Regions from separate parts of the Mus musculus genome. Here all the other regions are linked to region 1. A link is a contact called in public HiChIP or PLAC-seq and promoter capture Hi-C data. All regions are on one chromosome and are shown on one strand. The core of a region is the stretch at or near the end of the contact, and the rest is flanking DNA. Distances in the headings are between cores, read along the strand shown.

Region 1 (3,637 bases), core at 408-2,907:
CACTCTAGCTACAGCTAATTCGAGAAAGGAAAATAAATTCTGAGTTCAGAACTTATATGCCTCAAAGATCTTTTTTAAAAGAAAGGGGACAACATCCTGTAACCGAAAAGAAAAAAGAAAAAACTGCACAGGCTGGAGGAAAAAGAGCCGGTTTCACATGTTAAATGAGAATTCAGTTAGAAATATTTTTACCCAGTTGGTAGTTTTTACTGAGAAGAGATAAGAATGTGCTGTGTTGTGATAAGAGGAGCTAGCTGTAGGTAGACCAGCAGGCCGGAGGCCATCATGCAGGAGAGATCAGAACTTCAATGAAGAATGAGACAGAAACGCCTAGAAAAGTGGGGTGTACTGTTCTGAACTCAGAATTTATTTTCCTTTCTTAAATTAGCATAGACAGAGTGTGCTGACTCATTTCACTTGCTAGAGAGTGTGTTTGTTTTCTAAGGGGACTGAATCTCAGGAGCTGCTGGGATTTTAAGTTTGTTTCTTTGTTTCTTCTTCCATCCTTTCAAAAACTCTCATTCTGCTCAATTGTTTTTAAAATAATGTTTCCTTTGACAAAAAGTGGCAATAAAATGCAGACAGCCTGGAAAGGCTATTAAAGAAATAATCCACGATGAGTTCATTAATTAAAGTATAAGAATGTGCATCAGGGGTTGTCATGCAGGCTTCAGGGTGTTTGTGGAACTCCCTAACAAGAAAGATCTATAGTGTGTGTGTGTGTGTGTGTGTGTGTGTGTGTTTCTGAATTCTCAAAGAATCCCATAAAAAACAAACAAACAAACAAACAAATCCAACTACACAGGAATCTGCACATAGACAAAAACCAACCACATTGTCATAGATGTGCCTCAGAGTGGTCTGACTTCAGAGACTGCATAGAAAAGCCCCACAGAGTCATCAAGCCATGTCTAGGGCATCTCACAGAGCAGATGCTAACCTCCAGAGTCACAGGCTTCCCTGTGCATTGTGCACTAGAATAAAGGTGTGGTGGGTGTCCTGCTTATACCTTGAGGGCATATGGGTGCACACAGTCCTCATCAGCTGCAGGGATGAACAACTCGCTCTCACCACTTCCCTCCATGTGAATGTACAAAAGGCCACTTATGCTCAAAATTTGAACATAGTAGTAATTATTTTTTTTTATCCCCACAGATTAGCCAGTAAAATTCAGAATTTAACCACAACAACAGAAATACCTTTAACTTTTAGGAGTCAAACACCTACTCAGTATACACAGTTGTTACAAAATATCAATTCAAGGGAGTTTTCTCTGCCACTTAAAGTTTATGGTGATTATTAAATAAACAGACCTTTGCTTCATTTGAAAAGGGATTTGTTTAAATACTACTTATTTGAAGATCATTAAGTCTCTGGAGTTCAAGGATATCGAGGGTGGTGACTGCCTCCCGGAGCTATCTAACTTCTTTTATGATGTCAGCTTTCCCAGAGATTTTATTTAACAAATGACTTCACTGTGGAGAAAAGCTGTCATATTAATCTATCTGTCCTAGCCTTCACCTTCCAGCCTCACTGTGATCATGTAAGAGAAGTCTGAGGGGTAAAGAGAGAACCCACACTACCCATTAGCAGTCCCCTGTCAGGTGGCACGTGATCCTGTGTCAGCACACTCGGCTCCTCAGCTGCGGACTCCCTGGTCTTTCCTTCTCAGACAGACACCACCATGATTGAAGTTTACAAAAGGCAAGCTGTACAGGGCATCTGACACTCTGCAAAGCTTGCCACCTTTTCTGTTTTCTGTTTATCTTTCCCTTTGCCAGAGTCTGTAAGAAGCTTTCATGGCTGAGAAAGTAAGTCTTTGAGTCATAAGAACAAGGTGAAGGTATTTAGAGGGAAAAAAAGCTTGCCAGGTTTAAAAAAAAAAAAACCTGTATTCCCTTACTAAGACAATTTTAAAACCTCAAATATTACAACCACAAACTGTTCGTGCAGATGAAAATGAAAGTAGGCCACTTAAAGAGAGTTTTGTCTAAACTAAAGCAAATGCATTGCGTCATTATTTTAAGCATTGGGATTAACAGGCTACCAAACGGTTTCTTTGAAATTAAGAAGGCAGCATTTTAAATATTACATCTGAACGTGTTGTGTCTCCTCTAAGGGACACGCAGAACCTGAGTGGCTGATGTCTCTATGCCCTCTCCCCAGCCCCTGAGGACCACACTGCCCTTCCTGCCTGCGCCTACTTGGCTCTGGGCCAGCAGCTTTCAGGGCCCCTTCATTAGGAGCTCCTGGCAATGTGGTTCAAATGTGAAATTTCCATCTCCCCTCCACAGGCAGCTAGGCAAGGGCAAAGCAGTTGGGACATGCTTGACACATGAATTTGAAAAGGGAAGAGGAGAAGGAGGAAGAGGAGGTAAGCCTTCAAAACTATATCTATCAAAGTGAAAGTCAGGAAAAATTAGGCCATCCACCTGACTGGGGCTGCCAAAGAGTTAGGTGAAAGTGCCTTTCAAGGACGTCCTACATAAAATTCAGTATGCTAGTTAACAGGACAGCCAGGTGCCCCAAGCTGTCTGAGGAACACAAGCACATTGAAAATAAAGACACTCACTAATAACCCCCATACTTTAATGTTTTAGGATTCTCTTTGATTTCCTATGGAACCTGGTTAGCCCAGAGAGGACTAGAATACATGTGGTAGTGGTGGTGGTGGTGGTGGTGGTGGTGGTGGTGGTGGTGGTGGGTGTGTCAAGTTGAAAGTTGTGTGTGTGTGTGTGTGTGTGTGTGTGTGTGTGTCTAGGGGGATGTTTATAAACTGAATTTCCATTAGTTGATAGTCACATTTTGAGCCCACTATAGGTTGAGACATGCAGGGAGAAATAATAATGTCCGCTCATGAACGTGCTTTGGAGGCAAGCCATACCACCACTGAAGTAAGCCCTCAGCTGAACTTGACTGAGCAGGTCCACACCTCGTTAAGTAACACCAGTTGCCATTGTAGTCAGTGATGTCAGTCAAATACCAGAAGCAGCGGGCTAATTTTGGATGCTTCCCTGCCTTCTCGGAAGCACAGAGACACGTGTGTGCTGTGCACATGTGCACAGGTGGCTCTCAGTTAGCTGCTAGTCTGTGTCCTCCCCACACTGATAGCCCACAACTAATTTCTACTTGATTTTGGAAAGATTTCAAATTACTCTGCATTTTGGTATGCACTGTCCCGAATCTCATTTCACTATCTCACTACAGTGTTGAAACAGGAGTGCTAAGCGATAATAAATGATAACGACCACAGAGGAACCTGCTGGCTGAAAGTAACAATGAAAATTTACAAAATAGAAGATCCAGACAAAGATAGGAAGACTATGTAAGCATGTTTTTTTTCCTTCTTCACTCTTAATTAATTCTTTCCTTCTGACAGTTCAACCTTACACATATTTCCAAATAACTTTCCACCATGATTTTACTCAATGATTTCCACAATGATAAAATGAATTGAGTACAATATTAATGTGTTCCTGACAAAGATACACTCTGGGAGTACTATGATGTTTTATAATTGATAATTTATTCTTATTAATTAGAATCAGGCTGGCAATAGATCTTTTTAAAATTGACTTTCCACATATTCTAGGTCTTGTTAAGATTAGTTTATATATAATTATAAACATAATTAAAT
Region 2 (3,637 bases), core at 512-3,011, 570 kb before region 1:
TGATAGGTTCTGTTACTACCCTTAAGTTGGAGAAAGGACCGAAACAGCTGTAACTTACCCACGATGGGCTGGTTTGCTTCAGATAATGTAAGTTGTAGTCTGGGACCCACGTGTATGTCAAATCCAGAGGAGACCAAAAACTACCAATTTGAAGCAATACAACTATAAATCTTCTAGGGTTTCTGTTGGTTGCAAAAGCTGTGTAACAGGTGGCCGTGTTAAAAAAAAAAGTCTCTACACAGCCCCCCAAAAGGTTTGTGCCTATTGGGATTCCACTGCCTTAGAACAAAAGGTTGACCCAACCATTACTTCTTAACTTTCATCTCTGCCTCCAGGCACATTGGTTAACTTCATATGGAGACCATTTAAGACAGAATATACCACTTTAAATTCAGGGGCAGTAGAGGCCTTGTCTGTGCACCTGAAATAGAAATGCATTCAATCACATGTCTTCCCTCTGCTGTGGAGAGCATCCAGGTTCCATGATCAAAAGTGGAAGGATCTATAAACACCCTGCCCCCTCTTTTTTTCTAAACAGCAAATATGCACACCATGTCTACTACTCAGTATCTGAGGCATTATCCTCTGAGGGACGGGTTAACTTGATACTCCACTTTCTTCTCTGAAGCAGTTGATGTGACGCCTGCCTGTGTGCAAAAGCAGCAAAAATACAATCTCCCTGTGGTACCTCACAGAGGACCCGCCATCCATAGAGTGAGTGAAAGGTGGTTCAGAACCACAGCAGACTGTGGCAGGCCGTGCTTCTCCAGGACTCTCTGTCTGTTTCTTCCTAACATGATTTAATGACTGGTTAAGAGTTCAGGCCATTTGGCTTGGGATACAGCTCAGTGGCAGAGCACTCACCTACTGAGCACAAGGACCCTGGCTCAGTTCTCACAACAACAACAACAACAACAACAGAGCTAAGTTTTGTGCTGTAAGGTGCTCACGTTTGGCAAACGTGCCCAAAAGTATGAACAATAGCAGCAGCTCCTTGGGGTTCTGCCCAGCTGGCAATAAGAGCAGTGTCTAATCTGCTAACATCGGGAGCAGAATCAGTTTCCAGTTCCGGCATGAAGTTGTTAAACATCTTGGGCATCTCCCTTGACCGTCTCCGAATCTCTGGGCTGGAGATACTCCAAGTCCAACACCGTCGTCACCTCCTTCATGGGAAACCCCTGGGAGGAAAGGACACTGTCTTAAAGCCCCCCACTAGCCAAAGCAAAGGACCTCTACAATCCAAAAAATGCCAAGGTCCCTGGGGAGGTTTTAGGAAAGCCTCTGCCTCTTTGGCCTGTGGACAGGACTACATTCACAGGGTGGTTATTAATGAGACAAGTGCATTAGGAGCCGACTCATGTTTTGGTTATCCACCCTGCTGCACGCATTGGTTAGTAGTTCCTTGGGTCATCTAGGTCAAATGTCCCCTTGGCCTAGTTTCCCTCGTCCCTAGGTCACTAGAGAGGCACCTGCTTCCTTCAGCCTGTCCTAAGGGTGTGCTCATGGAGGGAGGATGCCCACCAGTCACTGGACAGAAAACACATCCCTACAACTAAGCTTGGGATAGGTGGCCACCTGCTTCCCACCTCTTCGATGTATGCATTACTGAGTGTGGACTACATTTAGAAATGTAAGTGTGGGGACAGCCCCACAGTGGGGAACTGGCTGTGTCGTCTGGCCATTTTCCACCACACCAGGCCTGGCTGGTGTGTACTTGAGTGCCTCCTTTAACATCCCTAGTCATGCAGGCTCACAGGAGGGCAGACTCACACTGGTAGAACCGGTCTACTTCCTGGTGCTCCCGTACTTACTTCCCCAACTATGCAAAGGGGTGGAGGAGGGAAGCCTGCTATGATTGGCATCTTCCTTGCTACACCTGAGCCCAAAGGTGTTCAGGGAAAGGTCATGTGGTGGCTGTCAACACAGACAGGACTTGAGGCCAGGCCAACCTGGCTTCACCAGGGAACATACCACCAGGAATGAAAAGGAACACTGGACACGAAGCCATGTCACTTCCGGCAAGACAGGGACAGGCCATGGCTTTGGGTCTCCTGAACTCCTTTGTGTCTTCTTTATGGCTCTGCCCTCGTCCCTTGGCTCGTCCCATCGGGTGCCGCTGGACTATCACCTACCTGTCGTGCCAGCAGGTTGGAGAGATGACCAGGCATGTTTTTTGGTGATCAGGGTGGTAAAATGGCCCACATCATCTGTGCTGGAGGCAATCACAACGAAACTGAACAGTCAAGTAGAAAACTGTCCGCCCACAGGCCCGCCGAGCCCAGTGCAGCAGTGGAGGTTAGGGGGTCGGGCTGCTCAGGCCAGCCTCTCTGCTACAGCTCGTGATTCAGAAATTACTGGAAGCACGCTTGCTTTTTCAGTCACCGTCTTTCAACGGTTTATTCATAAGGCAATTTTTCACTTTTCACTCGTTTTCAGCCCCTTTCACATCTATCTACTCACAGTTTCTGTCTTGGCTTTAACCTTTCCCTCCTCCTCCTCCTCCTCCCCCTCCCCCACTTCTCCCCCCCTCCTCCTCCTCTTCTTCCTTCTCCTCTTCTCCTGCTCCTCCTCCTCTCCCTCTCTAAGCTCAATTTGTCCTTATTCCCCCTTTTAAAACTTTAAACCGTTAAAGTGGTATAGAGGCCTCAGTGGCCTCACTAACTGAAAAGGTCCCTTTCACTGTCCCCTTAGGGGTCTCCTTACTGTGTTCTCAGGGCTTCCTCAGTTGCCAGTGTTTCTGTACCTTGCTCCTTTTTGTGACAATAAACTTAAAATCTTTTTTTACTTGTCTTGTAAATATGATTTTGCTTAAACAAAAACAAACAAAAAAGCAACAGCAACAGCAAAGCACAAAAGAAGGAGGGAAAGGACAAAGAAGAAAAAGGAAAAACAAGAGCAATTACAGGATTCTGGTTTTGGAGTCCAGCAAGAATTTAACTTAAGCATACTCACTATTCCTATTTTTTAAGAAATGTAGGTTTCTTTCAGGTGAGTGTATTAAAGCACATAGTTCTCACAAGTCAGCAGGACCTGCAAGCTCACTGTCCTTGGCCAAAGAAGACACAATGGCTGGTTCCACACTAATTTGCCCCCCCATTCTGGGTTCCCTCTACTCTCTGATCTCTAGGCACTTATGCAGCAACCTGGTTTCCAAGGACAACAGGAAATCATGGAGTCTTAGCATAGCAAAGGTATGTTACTTCCAAGATTGCCAGAAACAATCCAGGAGTGGCTCCTCATTCTAAGGGTCGGAAAATCAGGGTGAATGGGGGGAGTGATGGGCAGACCTAAGACTAGTGCTCTTTATTATGAGTACACAGTGTGTCCCCTGTGAGTAGGGACTTACATTCAGTTTCTTCCTTGAATGTATTCCTAGACTATGGGCCCGAGACATGTGGAAGAAAGTTAGGTGACCTTGCTATTAATCTTCAGGTTAGGTTATTGATAGTAGGTTATGTGTTACTGGATGACAAAGGTTTACATAGAAGTTGCTGATGTTCCATACTTCCTTAACCTGTATGGGTGGGAACTTGAACTCAGGGTCACTGTGCTGATACTGATGGGAGAGGGGAGGGCAGAGGCCACCCTTCTTCCTGAGTACCTCCTGCACTGGTTGGGGGTTCTCTAACAGGGCCAG
Region 3 (3,637 bases), core at 811-3,310, 530 kb before region 1:
AAAGACATGGCTGTGAGGCCATCTTGCCTGGTAAGATCTTAATTCTCCTGGTTCTGCACGGCCTGCATCCAGGCAACTTCTTCCCTTCTTCCCTTTTCCTTTGTTGTTAACAGAATGGAAATGACAGCGCTCAGCTCCTGACAAGGTTTTGGGGGCCGGGAACTGTAATTCATATGAAGCATTGAGAACAATGCCTAGCACACAAACTGTGCTCAAGAGCTGACTCAAGTACTTCACCGTAAACACAGCCTTATCATAAATGTCAGTTGGGGAGCTGGAGAGATGGCTTAGTGGTTAAGAACACTGGTTCCTCTTTCAGAGGACCAGGTTCAATTCTCAGTACCCACATGGTGGCTCAGAACCAATGGCTATAGACACACATTCAGGCAAAATGCCCATAAAAAGCAAAGTTAAATGTAAAAAAAAACAACAAAAAAATCAACTTTGCAGATATATAATGGTGAAAATATGTAGACTCATCAATATCACCATAATAATTTTTTGTTGGAAAATACATGTTTGCATCTCCATAGGAATTAGGTGACAAATACAAACATATAAATTATCTATTATACGTAGGTGGTAAAAATGCTACTTTTTTTTCTTTCTGTATTTTTGTCAAAGATTGAACATAACTCTATGCATAAAGAATTCCCCATCAGGTTTGAGCTTAAGCCTCCTACAACCCACGTGGTGGAAAGATAGCTTACTCCTAGAGGTTGTCCTGACTTCTACATGAGTGTCATTATATGAGTGACCATACACACACACACACACACACACACACACACACACACACACACACAGAGATACACAAAGACACACAGACACTCACACAGACAGACATAGACAGACACACACACACACAGATACACAAAGACACACAGACACACAAAGACACAGACACACAGACAGACAGACACACAGACAGACACACAGACACACACAGACATACACAGACACACACAGACAGATACAGACACAGAGGCATACACACACACAGACATACAAACACACACACACACACACACACTAAAATGTGCCAAAATGTTTTTGAGAGAGAAAGGACAGTCTCTATGCAGTTTAGGTAGGAAAGGAGCGGAGGGGCCTGTCCTCTGGTCCTTTTTACCATTTCAGTTTAGATTCTTCAGGCAAACACTTTGTTGCGTTCGCTGTCTTTTGAAATGTTAGCTGTTATGTTCCAACCATGAAGCAGAGGGTTCTCTCCCGCCAAGCTGCCTACTTGTTTAAAATCTCACTTAAAATCTTTATGAAACCCTGCTAATCATCCTCAGTGGACTCCGCCCTCCGCTCTTCCCCTCCTCCTCACCCGCCCATCCCGTGGTGCGATCGGAGAGGCCGTCCGTCGACCCGAATGATGGATTAAATGCGTGACAGTTATGACAGGTGAGGAGTACATGGAGGGGCTTAGCCAGCAGGGATAAGATAAAGCCCCCAGTTAAGAACAAAGCCCCCACCAAAGCTGGCCCATTAATGACCACTCTGGGAAGCTCCTTATTTGGCCCATTTGGAAGGAGCAAGCCGAAACTCCAGACAATGGGTGGCCAGGGAGGGTCCTGTCTCCAAGGGCCTCCAACCAGCTAGTAGAAAACCCTGTATATTTTTCTAAACATGTCTGAAAGTCAGGCTCAGCGTCCCTGGAAGAGCAAGGTTTCCTTTCAGTGTTGTGTTAATACAATAGACTTAAGTTTACAGCTGGACTGAGTGGAATTACTGTGTATAAACCATAATATTTATCGACAGGGATCCAGCTAAGCCCCCGAGAGACTAGACTAGTTCAGCAGGACAAATCCAAGGAATTTCGGAAATCAATCCATTAGGATTACAGGGCAGCCCCCTGAGTTTGGAAGTCGAGGGCTCAGTCCATGGGAGCACTGAAGCTCCAATCTTCTTTTATCCGCAGACTCGTTGACCCAGTTTTTAAACTACAGATGAGATAGCGATCGTTTTCTATAATGTTTACACAACATTCTTAGACAGGCAGCCTGGTCATGTATTAACTTTGGTGCAGTAATTTCAAACACACTTTTGAAAATTGTTTGTGTGCCAAAGGTACAGCCCTTTCAGTACATAATTGCAGTAAGTAGCTTTACCATCGTGAGTGACACACACCGACAGCCCGTATAAGAAAGGGTGAACTGTGGGTTATCGTTTCCCTGTGAAAGGCTCTTAGCCCACTGTTTGTTTCAGCTTATTAATAATAGCACTGTAGAAGACTATTGTTATAGACAGCCCTTTCAAATTGTGCCATAATCTAGGGGCTAGAGCTTGTGTATCGGTTTGCATGGGAGCAGGTGTATACGAGTAGTTTATTCAAAAGACATTTATGAATCAATAAGAAGACCATTGATTAAAAAAAAAAAACTTCAAAGCCACAGACCATCACCCCAGCCATCAAGGGAACCCCCAAATACTTTAGCTGTTATAATAAATGTGTGGATAGGAGCCCCTTAGTACTACAGGAGCCTGGGCAAGTCTCAGGTAACCAACAACTCCATCTACAAATGGTGCCCAATGACTGAGGTGAGACCCCTACCGCATGAGTGAGGTTCACAGACTTTAACAAAAGCTTCTTCTGGTTTTTTTGTTTTGTTTTGTCTTTTGTTTGTTTTTTCCTGGTCCTATCCGAGTGCACACCTTACTTAACTCTGCATCCTGCCCACACACATTCTCTCTCTCTCTCTCTCTCTCTCTCTCTCTCTAAGGAGAGCATGCAGCTCCAGGAACATCTGAAAGAGAAGGTCCCAGCTTATAGCTACAGTGGCAGGAAACCCAGAATTCCCCTGTGACTAGTGGCCAAGGCGAGGCATACCGTCCTTGTGCTTACCACCTCCTCTCACCCGGTTCCTGGCAGGAGAATCATTCCTAGTTGAGCACATCCAATTCTACTGGCAAATGCTCTGCAAGGCTGTGTGCCTGGGGGCGTGGCAGAAACAGCCAGTAGAGCTTTAAGAGGTCAACAGCTTTCCTGTTGGCGCAGCAGCTCACCAACAGTCTGAGCAGTAGCCCTCTCACCTTGTGAACAGGCCTGCATCTTGTCTGTCCACAGCTCCACACCATTTTGCAGAAGAGCCAATAGACAGAGAAGTGGCCTGCTTCAGGGCCTTATCTGAATGATGCTACTCAACTCTCACCACCTGGGCCTTGCTGGAGAAGCAGCTCCATTCAATCAATGCCTCTTTCCCCAGACAATTACCGGTTAATCCCACCTCCAGCTGAGATGAACTGGTGGAAAGGCATTGCTATTTTTAGACAGGGCCATAAGTCCTTTCATCTATGAGAAACAGACTTCCTGATACACTGGGTCAAGCCCAGGTACTGGGTTGGAGGTAATAGAAATGTTGTACTGTGGCACTATTATCTTCTGTAGAATGAATGGATTTTGATCCTTCTGAAACAGTTTTAAATTCAGTTCTTCTCTACACTGCAAAAGTAACTTCCAGCTAGCACACACCTAGCAGTAACCTTGACCAGTTTCTGCCTTCCACCTTCTGAGTGATTCGTCCTTAGCTATCTTTTCAGTTTCAAGTGAATGAATGATTTACTTCACAATGAGTAAACTTAAAATGGAATTTTCAGAATTGACTAACAGTGTGGGAATAGATCATAATGTGTT

Evidence for each region. Promoter capture Hi-C pulls out the DNA fragments that hold promoters and counts their contacts. HiChIP or PLAC-seq counts read pairs in DNA pulled down with a chosen protein or histone mark.
Region 2: a contact with region 1 is called in an H3K4me3 HiChIP or PLAC-seq map of bone marrow-derived macrophages, with 8 times the contacts expected there. The contact joins two enhancer-like sites. A contact is called at or near these places in 9 of 39 promoter capture datasets (the C10 cell line, cranial neural crest, embryonic stem cells and 6 more), 8 of 484 Hi-C or Micro-C datasets (bone marrow-derived macrophages, embryonic stem cells, liver and 3 more), 17 of 115 datasets of contacts at active chromatin or transcription factors (bone marrow-derived macrophages, effector CD8 T cells, embryonic basal ganglia and 14 more) and 1 of 9 other capture datasets (embryonic stem cells).
Region 3: a promoter capture Hi-C map of the C10 cell line shows a contact between it and region 1. The contact joins two enhancer-like sites. A contact is called at or near these places in 19 of 39 promoter capture datasets (the 3T3-L1 cell line, 3T3-L1-derived adipocytes, the C10 cell line and 13 more), 51 of 484 Hi-C or Micro-C datasets (B cells, the C10 cell line, ECoMG myeloid progenitors and 30 more) and 17 of 115 datasets of contacts at active chromatin or transcription factors (CD8 T cells, bone marrow-derived dendritic cells, bone marrow-derived macrophages and 14 more).

Annotation. Positions count from the first base shown.
Region 1 is chr10:45,001,239-45,004,875 of GRCm38.p6, forward strand. No RefSeq gene overlaps it. Among named protein-coding and RNA genes, the nearest start is that of Gm40639, 21 kb to the right of the region's middle. Within about 2 kb of position 1,658, at least 85 of the 459 cell types and tissues checked have an H3K27ac peak or open chromatin away from gene starts, as enhancers often do.
Region 2 is chr10:44,430,115-44,433,751 of GRCm38.p6, forward strand. No RefSeq gene overlaps it. Among named protein-coding and RNA genes, the nearest start is that of Gm35028, 3.9 kb to the left of the region's middle. Within about 2 kb of position 1,762, at least 17 of the 459 cell types and tissues checked have an H3K27ac peak or open chromatin away from gene starts, as enhancers often do.
Region 3 is chr10:44,475,296-44,478,932 of GRCm38.p6, forward strand. It overlaps a transcript of Prdm1 not described here. Among named protein-coding and RNA genes, the nearest start is that of Prdm1, 18 kb to the left of the region's middle. Within about 2 kb of position 2,061, at least 10 of the 459 cell types and tissues checked have an H3K27ac peak or open chromatin away from gene starts, as enhancers often do.